3 separate regions of the Triticum aestivum genome follow, and regions 2 and 3 are each linked to region 1. The links are chromatin contacts, called in public Hi-C and HiCAR-type maps. All regions are on one chromosome and are shown on one strand. Each heading gives the region's core, a stretch centred on a gene start, on an enhancer-like site or on the middle of the called end of the contact. The rest is flanking DNA. Distances are from core to core; before and after follow the strand shown.

The links. Hi-C and Micro-C count contacts between places; a contact is called where the count stands out from the background. HiCAR-type assays count read pairs that join an accessible place to other places.
Region 2: a Hi-C map of leaf shows a contact between it and region 1, with 6 times the contacts expected there. The contact joins the promoter of LOC123103769 here to the promoter of LOC123103771 in region 1. A contact is called at or near these places in 5 of 5 Hi-C or Micro-C datasets (leaf, root and an unstated tissue) and 1 of 1 datasets of contacts at active chromatin or transcription factors (leaf).
Region 3: a HiCAR-type map of leaf shows a contact between it and region 1, with 6 times the contacts expected there. The contact joins the promoter of LOC123107062 here to the promoter of LOC123103771 in region 1. A contact is called at or near these places in 1 of 5 Hi-C or Micro-C datasets (leaf) and 1 of 1 datasets of contacts at active chromatin or transcription factors (leaf).

What each region holds. Positions count from the first base shown.
Region 1 is chr5A:428,420,808-428,423,691 of IWGSC CS RefSeq v2.1, reverse strand. LOC123103771 (2Fe-2S ferredoxin) reads left to right here and starts at 1,613. Exons shown (of 8, transcript XM_044525452.1): 1 at 1,613-1,826. The coding sequence starts at 1,772. TRNAA-CGC (transfer RNA alanine (anticodon CGC)) reads left to right here and starts at 1,365; the gene lies at 1,365-1,437.
Region 2 is chr5A:428,286,524-428,289,505 of IWGSC CS RefSeq v2.1, reverse strand. It overlaps LOC123103769 (respiratory burst oxidase homolog protein E), which reads left to right and starts at 1,287. Exons shown (of 13, transcript XM_044525450.1): 1 at 1,287-2,341; 2 at 2,469-2,628; 3 at 2,795-2,843. The coding sequence starts at 1,672.
Region 3 is chr5A:428,603,844-428,606,749 of IWGSC CS RefSeq v2.1, reverse strand. It overlaps LOC123107062, which reads left to right and starts at 1,321. Exons shown (of 1, transcript XM_044529069.1): 1 at 1,321-2,055. The coding sequence starts at 1,553. The coding sequence ends at 1,975.

The sequences.
Region 1 (2,884 bases), core at 364-2,863:
ATGTTAATTATGAAACTGGGCCTTTGAAGTGACCGTGGAAACTAGGCCGTTTTGTGGCTGACCCCTATATATGTTTTATGTTTTTTTAAAATGCGTCTTTTTACTTTTTTAGTTATTTCATTCTAGTTTTTTAATTTTTTTTATTCACGTCCACACCGAACACGATTTGGTGTGCGGCCGCGCGGTGGGCGCACGCATGACCCATCAGACAAAGCCGGACACGGACGAATCCATCGACATTCCAAAAAAACAAAATCCGGCCAATCCGGACGTCCGTTTAAAGTCGCACGGTGGAGTTGGCCTCAGAGAAACCGGCACGGCACCAATAATTTGCTTCGACGGGTTCCTGGTGTCAGTCAGATCGACGGGCCGGGAGAGAGACTTGTCTGAATTTCCCAATGTCGCCGTCCTCCTCTGCGTAGCGTCAAACCGATGGGGGCTGGCTGTTGATGCCTGACAGGTCATCAATGTGTGTGGCGATCGACGTTGACGACGCCGTGGCGCGACTCTTCGTCATGGCTGGGATATTTATCTTCCGTCGCACACGCGGGTGAAATCTCTGAAGGAGGGACGGCGACGGTGGATCTGCGCGCGGTGCACCATGATCTGCCGCGCCCTCTCGTGGCATGCCAACGGCGCGTTTGCGTTTACTGTTTCCGTGCGCAATAAATGTTGGTGCGCCGGGGGTTGGCTGGCTCATCCGCTGTCCCCTGGACCAGGTGCACGGCTGTCTTGTGCTGCGCGGATGGATGGCTCAACCGCCAGCCACGGCCGCGCCTCCGATCGGCGTTTCTCGAACCTGTCTCCTGCCTGCCACAGAGGGGCACGTCGTGTCCGCCTCCGGGGCCCGGCAGCCTCGCCTTCCCTGCTGCCCTGCATGTGAGGGAATGGCACCGGGCGATCTGTCCGGCCGATTTAATTAGTCAGAAACGGAAATGGACGGGTGCTGCTCTGCTCTGCTGCTGATGGAGTGATGGGTGTTTTGCTTTAGTCTCAGGACCAAAGCTCGATCTAACCGTAGCAATTGATGATCACGCGACGCTGGCCCTACAGGGCGCTGGTAGAACTGTCTAGAAAAGTTGGAGGAACAGCTGCGTGAGGGAAGGGGAAATACTCCATGCAGGACAGCAGGAGGAGCCTTTGCGGGGGTAGGAAGAAACAGGTGCTCTGCGAACCAGAGATAGAGATGGCATTGGTCGAATCCACGGTCATATTTATCTTCCTCCTTGCCTACACTTTTGTTTTACCACACGCTCTTTTTCTGCACGAGTTATCAGGTGTTGCTCCTTTGAAGATGGCTAATTTCTGCAGCAGTCGAAATGAAACATAATCTTTCAGTTGTTAGGTCTCGCATTCGTCATCTCGGGGACGTAGCTCATATGGTAGAGCGCTCGCTTCGCATGCGAGAGGCACGGGGTTCGATTCCCCGCGTCTCCATGTTTTTTCTGTGTGCCTTTTGTCATTATTTTTTCCTGAAATTAGATCGACGTATTTCAGGATCAGTTTCAGATTCCTGCGTGGCTTTTTTTTTTATCAAGAGTAATATGTATGGGTCGATAAGCTGGAGAAATGGCCCAACTATAAGATTCGCGACCGTATCTTTATAGTTGGGCTACCCTCGCGGCCCAGTTTCTCGGCCCGCGTCCTCTACTTCCTTGTCAAGCGAAGCCGAACTCCTCTTCCTCCTCCGCTGATCCTCCCAAGTCCCAAACCCGCGCCCCGAATCTGCTGCCGCCGCTGCGTCCGTGTCGGCTTTGCCCCGCCGGTGAAGATGCTGTCGAGGATCTCCCGCCTTGGCGTCCACGCCCTGAACCGGGCGAGGCTAGGTGAGCTTCTCCTCCCACCTCCACCGTCGCCCCTCGGCTTCGCGATTTCATTTGCCTCCGCTGCGGCGTTGTTTTATTTGGAGGATGTCTCGGTTAGGATTAAAGCGCCTTGTTGTCCAGCACCATGCACTCGTCGGCGTTCTCCACCAGCTGGTGAACCGAGAGAGTGACGTTGTAGGGCTCGACCACCGTGTCAGAGACCTTTGGAGATGGGAACACGGAGAAGGTGAGCATCATCCGGCCCGGGTACTCCTCCCTGATCTTGGAACCGGTGCCCCCGCCGAGGGAGTGGCACACCTGGAAGCCTCACGACAAGCACATGAACAAAAGTCAGAATCGCTGGCCAGAATCTGTGGAACGGAGTAACTGGAGCGACTCCTCAAGAAAGGGGAAAGTACCTTGGAGGCAGCGCAGTTCTCGGCCTCCTCGCGGACGACGTCGAGGACGGAGTCGATGAGCTCCCCGCCCTCGGTGTAGTGGCCCTTGGCCCAGTTGTTGCCGGCGCCGGACTGGCCGAAGACAAAGTTGTCGGGGCGGAAGATCTGGCCGTAGGGCCCCGTGTGCACGGAGCCCATGGTGTCGGGCTCGAGATCCATGAGCACGCACCGAGGGAGTTGGGAACGCGCGCTCCTGGTCGCCGCTGGCATACATGAGATGGTGGAGGCGCCGGTCGGCGTGCGGGATGGAGCCGGCGGGGACGGCAGCCACGGTGCCGCCGCTGGCTTCCGAGTCTCCGCGGAGGAGGGGGGCGAGGCGGGCCTTGATGTGCTCCACACCGGCTGCGGCAACATCCTCGTCCCGCAGGTAGACGAGGCAGGCGAGGCGGCCGCGATGCGACCACGCCCTGGCATCGACGACGCTGCAGCTCATGTCGTCTAGCACGTCGAACACCTCGGAGATGAGCCCTGTGCGGTCGGCGCCCGTCAGCTCAAGCATGGTGGCCGAGGCCGCCGCCGGCGACGCCGTTTGTTCGCACGGAGAGGCGAGGTCAAGGAGGAGGCCGGGGTTGCGGGGGACGGTGGCGCGGCGGCGCGGCGTTCCTGGGGCTTCGGGGTGGC
Region 2 (2,982 bases), core at 38-2,537, 130 kb after region 1:
TCCCAATTAGCACCGCCGTGTCCACACAATCCGCATAAATTGCCGTTTTCCGAGTCCCACCTTTGTGATTGGCCTTTAGAGAAAGTGATCGCTTCATAGAGTCGGATTCCGCCTGCAACATATTGATCCCAAGGGAGTATGCAAGGTAGACCCCATCCTTCATGGTTAGTGCTTCCATAGTCGCCGCGTCTAGTGGATATGCATAGAATGTGCACTTTGCCGCAACAAAGAATCTGTTCACATCTCTCAAGATCGATGCCGGTGCTCTCCTGCGCAAATCAACATAGAATGTGCAATATATTTCAATAAGATGTTGCACCGGGAATATGTTGCAATATGTATCAATATATTTGATTGTATGAAACATTTGGATTAATAATATATATAACTAAAAACAAATATAATGTATTGTATTGGATTATTGTGAAGTTAAAAAATATTTATCGAGTATAGGTTGTAATATAATAGTTTTTTTTCATGCATGTTGGGTGGACCTTCGATAAGAGGACATGTGTGCATTTGAAATAAATAGAATTGGTGGGGATCAACTAATAATGAAATATAATTGCCGTGCATGTGATGGTGGAACTTTGATGACGTGTCATGTGTGCATATTCAGATTATAGAAGTAGTGAGGATGGACTATTTCGGTATATAGGATAGACATATGTGTTTTTTCTTTCCATCACTAATCCTTTCCGGGATTCGATACAAAAAGAATTTAGAGCAATCACTCCCATCAACTCCGACTGAAGCGGGTAGAGCCAAATAACGATCAGAAAGTGCTTTCGTGTCAATATGAAATTGTATATCTCAGGGGTATTTCAACATTACTTGTATCCCAACTTCATATTCAGAAGAAAAGAAAAAATGTATTGTGACTGAAAATATACTGGACTTTTCTCTACTCGCCCATTTGCAACAGTACGTGTGAAATCTGAATCCATGGCAAAAAGAAACACCAAACTATTCAAAGTTCTTTTTTTGGACGAACTATTCAAAGTTGCAGCAAGTAGAGTCTCCCTCCGAATCAACGGTCCCCTATCTTCTCCCGTTTAACCCACACGGCGACAGTCGACGGTCGCCAGGCGCGGCCGCCGGGCGCTCCCTCCCGCCAGTCCACTTCATTTTTACCCATTTGGAAGCATCTGAGATTCCGGGGCCGAACGCGGTCCGGTCCACGTTCCACAGCCCCACCCCACCCCACACCGACCGGCCAGCCGCGCGTACGCAGGTTGCCGCCGCACCGAGCACCGCAGCGCTCGCCCCAGGCCAAACCCGTGGCACCCGCAGCTCGTTTCTGGGCCTCGGAGACGAGCGGCGATATCGACTTGGTATAAAGATAAAGCGTCCGCGAGAGGCAGCAGCAGACCCGAGCACCGCACCGCACCGCGAAGCCCAGCGAAACCGCGAGCGCGTGCATGCGCGCCGCCGAGGAATAGAAGGAGATAGAGGTGGTCACCGCGGCGGGCGCGCGGGCGTACGACAAGCCGAGCCAGCCCACGGGGCGCGACGGGAAGAGATAGCAAGCGAGCTGAGCGCGTATCATAATACAAGCGGCCGCACCGCAACTACCATTGCAGCCCCCACCGAGAGCAGAGCCCCGGGTTATTTTTATTCTGCTTCTTCTTCCTCTTGCACGTCTCGCGGGCGGGGGCGCGGGGAGCGGCCATGTGGACGCCGTCGCGCGGGAGCAACGCGCGGCGGACGGGCCACCGGCGCATCGCGGAGTGCCTGGCGGACGACCAGACCACCAACACCGACACCTCCGACAACGAGTCCTTCACCACCGCCTATGGGGACGAGTTCTTCGCCGCGGCCGCCGGGGGGAGCGGCGGCGGGGGCATGCTCCCGGCATTCCTCGCCGACCAGGAGGACCTGGTGGAGGTCATGCTGGAGCTGGACGAGGAGTCCATGGTGGTGCGCAGCGTCACGCCCACCAGGGCCGCGCTCTACAGCGCCGCCGCGATGCCGCACACGCCGGAGGCGCCGGGAGGAGGCGGCGGCCCCCTCAGCCGCTGCTCGTCCACGTCCTCGCGGATACGGAAGAAGTTCGCGTGGCTGCGGTCGCCGTCCCCCGCGCCGTCGCCCTCCCCGCGCGTGCCCACGCCCGCCGAGCTGCAGCGGGAGGCGGCCATGGCGGCCCGCGAGCGGCGCCGCATCCAGGCGCGGGTCAACCGGTCGCGCGCCGGCGCCAAGCGCGCGCTCAAGGGCCTCCGCTTCATCAGCCGCACCACCGGCTCCCTGGAGGCCGCGGAGCTGTGGCGCCGCGTGGAGGAGCGCTTCAATGCCCTCGCCCACGACGGCCTCCTCTCCCGCGACAACTTCGGCGAGTGCATCGGTACACCATCCCGCTCCCCCACTCTGTTTCTCTCTCGGCAACAACCGCACTCTGCACTCCTCCCATCCCATTGCGCAACCATTAACGGCGATGATGTTCTTGGCCGTGCCTGTCGATCGATGATCAGGAATGGTGGACTCGAAGGAGTTCGCGGAGGGCATCTTCGACGCGCTGGCGCGGCGGCGGCGGCAGAGCCTGGAGCGGATCACCAAGGAGGAGCTCTACGACTTCTGGCTCCAGATCTCCGACCAGAGCTTCGACGCGCGGCTCCAGATCTTCTTCGACATGTAAGCACCACCACCGGAACCGAATTCCCCACCCATACTACATTTTCCTTCACCGGATCCCAAGCAACCGCTTTTAGCCGGCCATTCCCGGCTTCCGATGCAAGCTCCCGCGTCCCGGATTCTCGATGCTCATTCTTCCTCTTGTTTTGCCCCAAATTCAACTCAGGGTGGACACCAACGTGGACGGGAGGATCACGAGGGAGGAAGTACAGGAGGTGATCTTCGTTTCTCCATTGCCATAGCGTTTAAGAAGCTCCTTCTCCAATTACAGTCACGCTTGCTGTTACTGTTACTAGTTAGTTAGTTAATTACCGCTGCGGTAACTGTCACGGCTTTGCTGTTACTTTCACGTGC
Region 3 (2,906 bases), core at 72-2,571, 180 kb before region 1:
AACGAGGGAAAATGTAGTCTACTCCAGATTGTTTAACGAACCACACAACCGTTAACACATCCCCGTTCTCAACCTTTAAATATGCAGCTACCCTCGTGGTCACGTAACAAAATGAAACTTACTCCATGCCACTTTGCTTGATCCGATTTAATTACTATATACGACTCGCATACGTGGCCTGGACTTGTGTACGTACTGTACGTTAGCACAGATCAATCATGCTAGAGGATGGATTCTGAGACAAGGCCAGCCAGCCAGGGCATCGATCGCTTGGAAAGCCGGTCTCGGCAACGTGCAGGCACATGACCACTGAGTACCGACGGGCCAACCCACCCCACACGGGAAGCGTACGCAAAAGCGCGCGGCGCGCTTCCGGCTTCTCCAAGGTACCGCACCGCACAAGACGAGACCTCGACATGTTGCATGCATGCAGTGACGCGCAAAGCTCACCTTGCAAACTAAATTAGGGTACGGGAAAAGCCGTGGTGCCATGTGACCTGCACTGCACAGGTCGGTGGCAGCTCCCTCTTAACTGCCGGCGGTCAAAAAATTTCTCTATTCATGCTTCGTTCGTGTCGTGGTGAATGGTTCGCCGGCGCGGTTCGTTCGGCCGGCCGGAGGCGTTTAGCGTGTTCCCGTGTTTCGTCCGGGATGGGCGCCGGGCCTGTGGCATTAAACCACTGCTGTTTTTGTAGGGCGTGTGTGTGTGTGTGTGTGTCCCATAGGCCATAGCCTTATGATTGCACGGCACAGGGATTGGATTCCGGCAGCTGGATGCATGTAATTACTACTCCCTTCATTCCAGCTAACTTTAATACAAAGTTGGGTTATCTATTTTGAAACGGAGGGAGGATATATGATGGTCTTTTGGTTAGTCTGGTATCGTATCTTCTAGGCTAGGCTAGCTTGTTTGAAAGCTAGCCGTGTGGTACTACGTCAAAAAGAAAACAGATCACCTAAGCTAGTTCGGGTGCTTCCAATTCCATCATGACTTTGAGGCTGGAATAATGTTGCCTCCAGTTTAGTCATGCGCCCATACTGGAGTGGCCGGTCCTACATGTGTACAGCTGTACCTACGAATTTCTTGAAGGATTGATGCCCTCTTTATAATAAATAATAATAGTTTTTTTGCAAAGCTCTTTCTTTTTACCAGAAAGAATAATCTTAAGAGTTTTTCCCCCGCAAAGACAACTCTTAAGAATTGAAGGGGTAAAATTTAATATAGGTTGGCCCATGAAGAACTTTCTTTGAGGATCTGAAAACTTTCTAGACGCTAAACCGGCCCAAATAAAGCCTGTTGGTTCTATTCATTAGGCAGTTCTCAAAGTTCCCGACGTTCCGTGTAGTCTGGAGCATCGGGAGAAAATCCGTGTGGGCCATGCAAGCATAACTGTCACCGCCTGCGCGTGAATACAAACGTTTTCACTAATGTAAGAAATAAAAAACGCGTGGATACAAACTCCGGTGCAGCTTACGGATCAGCAAAACGCGCGTTGCTGATTCGAAACTAAGAAACGGAGGAGACAACCGCACATCGCTCAACCATAAATTCATGGCCAGCTCCCAGTCATTCTATTTGCAGCACATCAGTCACAGCTCGCAAGAACCTGAATCAAACATGTCCCGGCCATTCCCTCCACTGTTCGTCACACTGGTCCTGCTGCTGCTAACGTCGACCTCGTCGCCGGCCACCGCCGCGGCAGAGATCGCGGAGGCGCCGTCCGCCGTTGGCTGCAGCGGGAGCGCGGAGGCGGCGTCGCGGGTGGTGGCGGAGAGCTGCACGGACGACATCGTCAGGTCCTTCTTCGGCGTGCGCGGCAGCGACCTCTGCTGCCGCGCGCTGGAGACGGCCGGCGCCGGGTGCTACCGCGCGGCGTTCTCCGGCTCCCCGTTCGCCGATATCTACCCGACCATCCTCGGTAACGTCTGCGGCCTCGCCGTGGCTCCCAGCCCCGGGGAGCGGTCGTACTACTAGCCTAATCTCCGGTTGTAACCGAAGTTGAGAAAACGAGATGTAATTATAAGATCATCTGAAATAAAATCGGCTACGTGGTACAAAGTCCAATTCGGTTCCTTTAAAAAGTTCAATCGGAGCACGTATGCAAGACGTATAAAATGGACATCTCCTCCATCGCACGAGTCGCGGTCGCTGACTCACTGCGGGCGTACTTTTCTCTACGTGAAAATGACAGGGTTATCGTCACGGAGAAAAAGAACGGGAAGACGCAGCGCCAGCGCAAAAGCGTGGCAAAGACACATCCACTTCAGATCGGCCACGGCCTGCTCTTAAAGGGAAGGGCGCAGTTTACATCGACAAAAACAAAGGAAAAGAAAAGAAAATCCTCCTAGCTGAGGTTGAAGGTGAAATATATGATCTAGAGTAAATCCTTAGTTACTGCTATGAAACTGACCAGTGGATAATGGATCCAGGAATATGAAGAAACGGGGTGAAAAGCAGTGTCCCTGAATCCTAAGCTGTCGGTACATGGTCGAATTCAGTATTTCTCTTTTCCCGAGTTTTTTGGACAATGCTGACTTTGCCGGAACTTTACCTGATCCGAACGCGATTGATGTTACTTCCTTCAGTGGAGCAAGTGGTAACTCAGTGGAGCCGAGGTTTTCTTTTTAATCTCACCAAAAAAAAAAAAAAACTCAGCGGGGAACATCGAGTCTCCACTTAGAACACACGTAGGTTCAGAGATCTGCTCGTGACTGTCTATTTTTCAATACTATAACCGTACCCTTTTCCTCTCTTTTCTGATTCCGGCAGTGGAAATTAATAAGTCGATCTAAATCTCTCGGCTCCGATTTGCCCTTTCTTTGCAGTCATGGCCATGAGCATTAATCAATCAATTAACGCCATGAGCACTGATCGGAGTAGGTTCCATTACCAAAACATTTTCAAA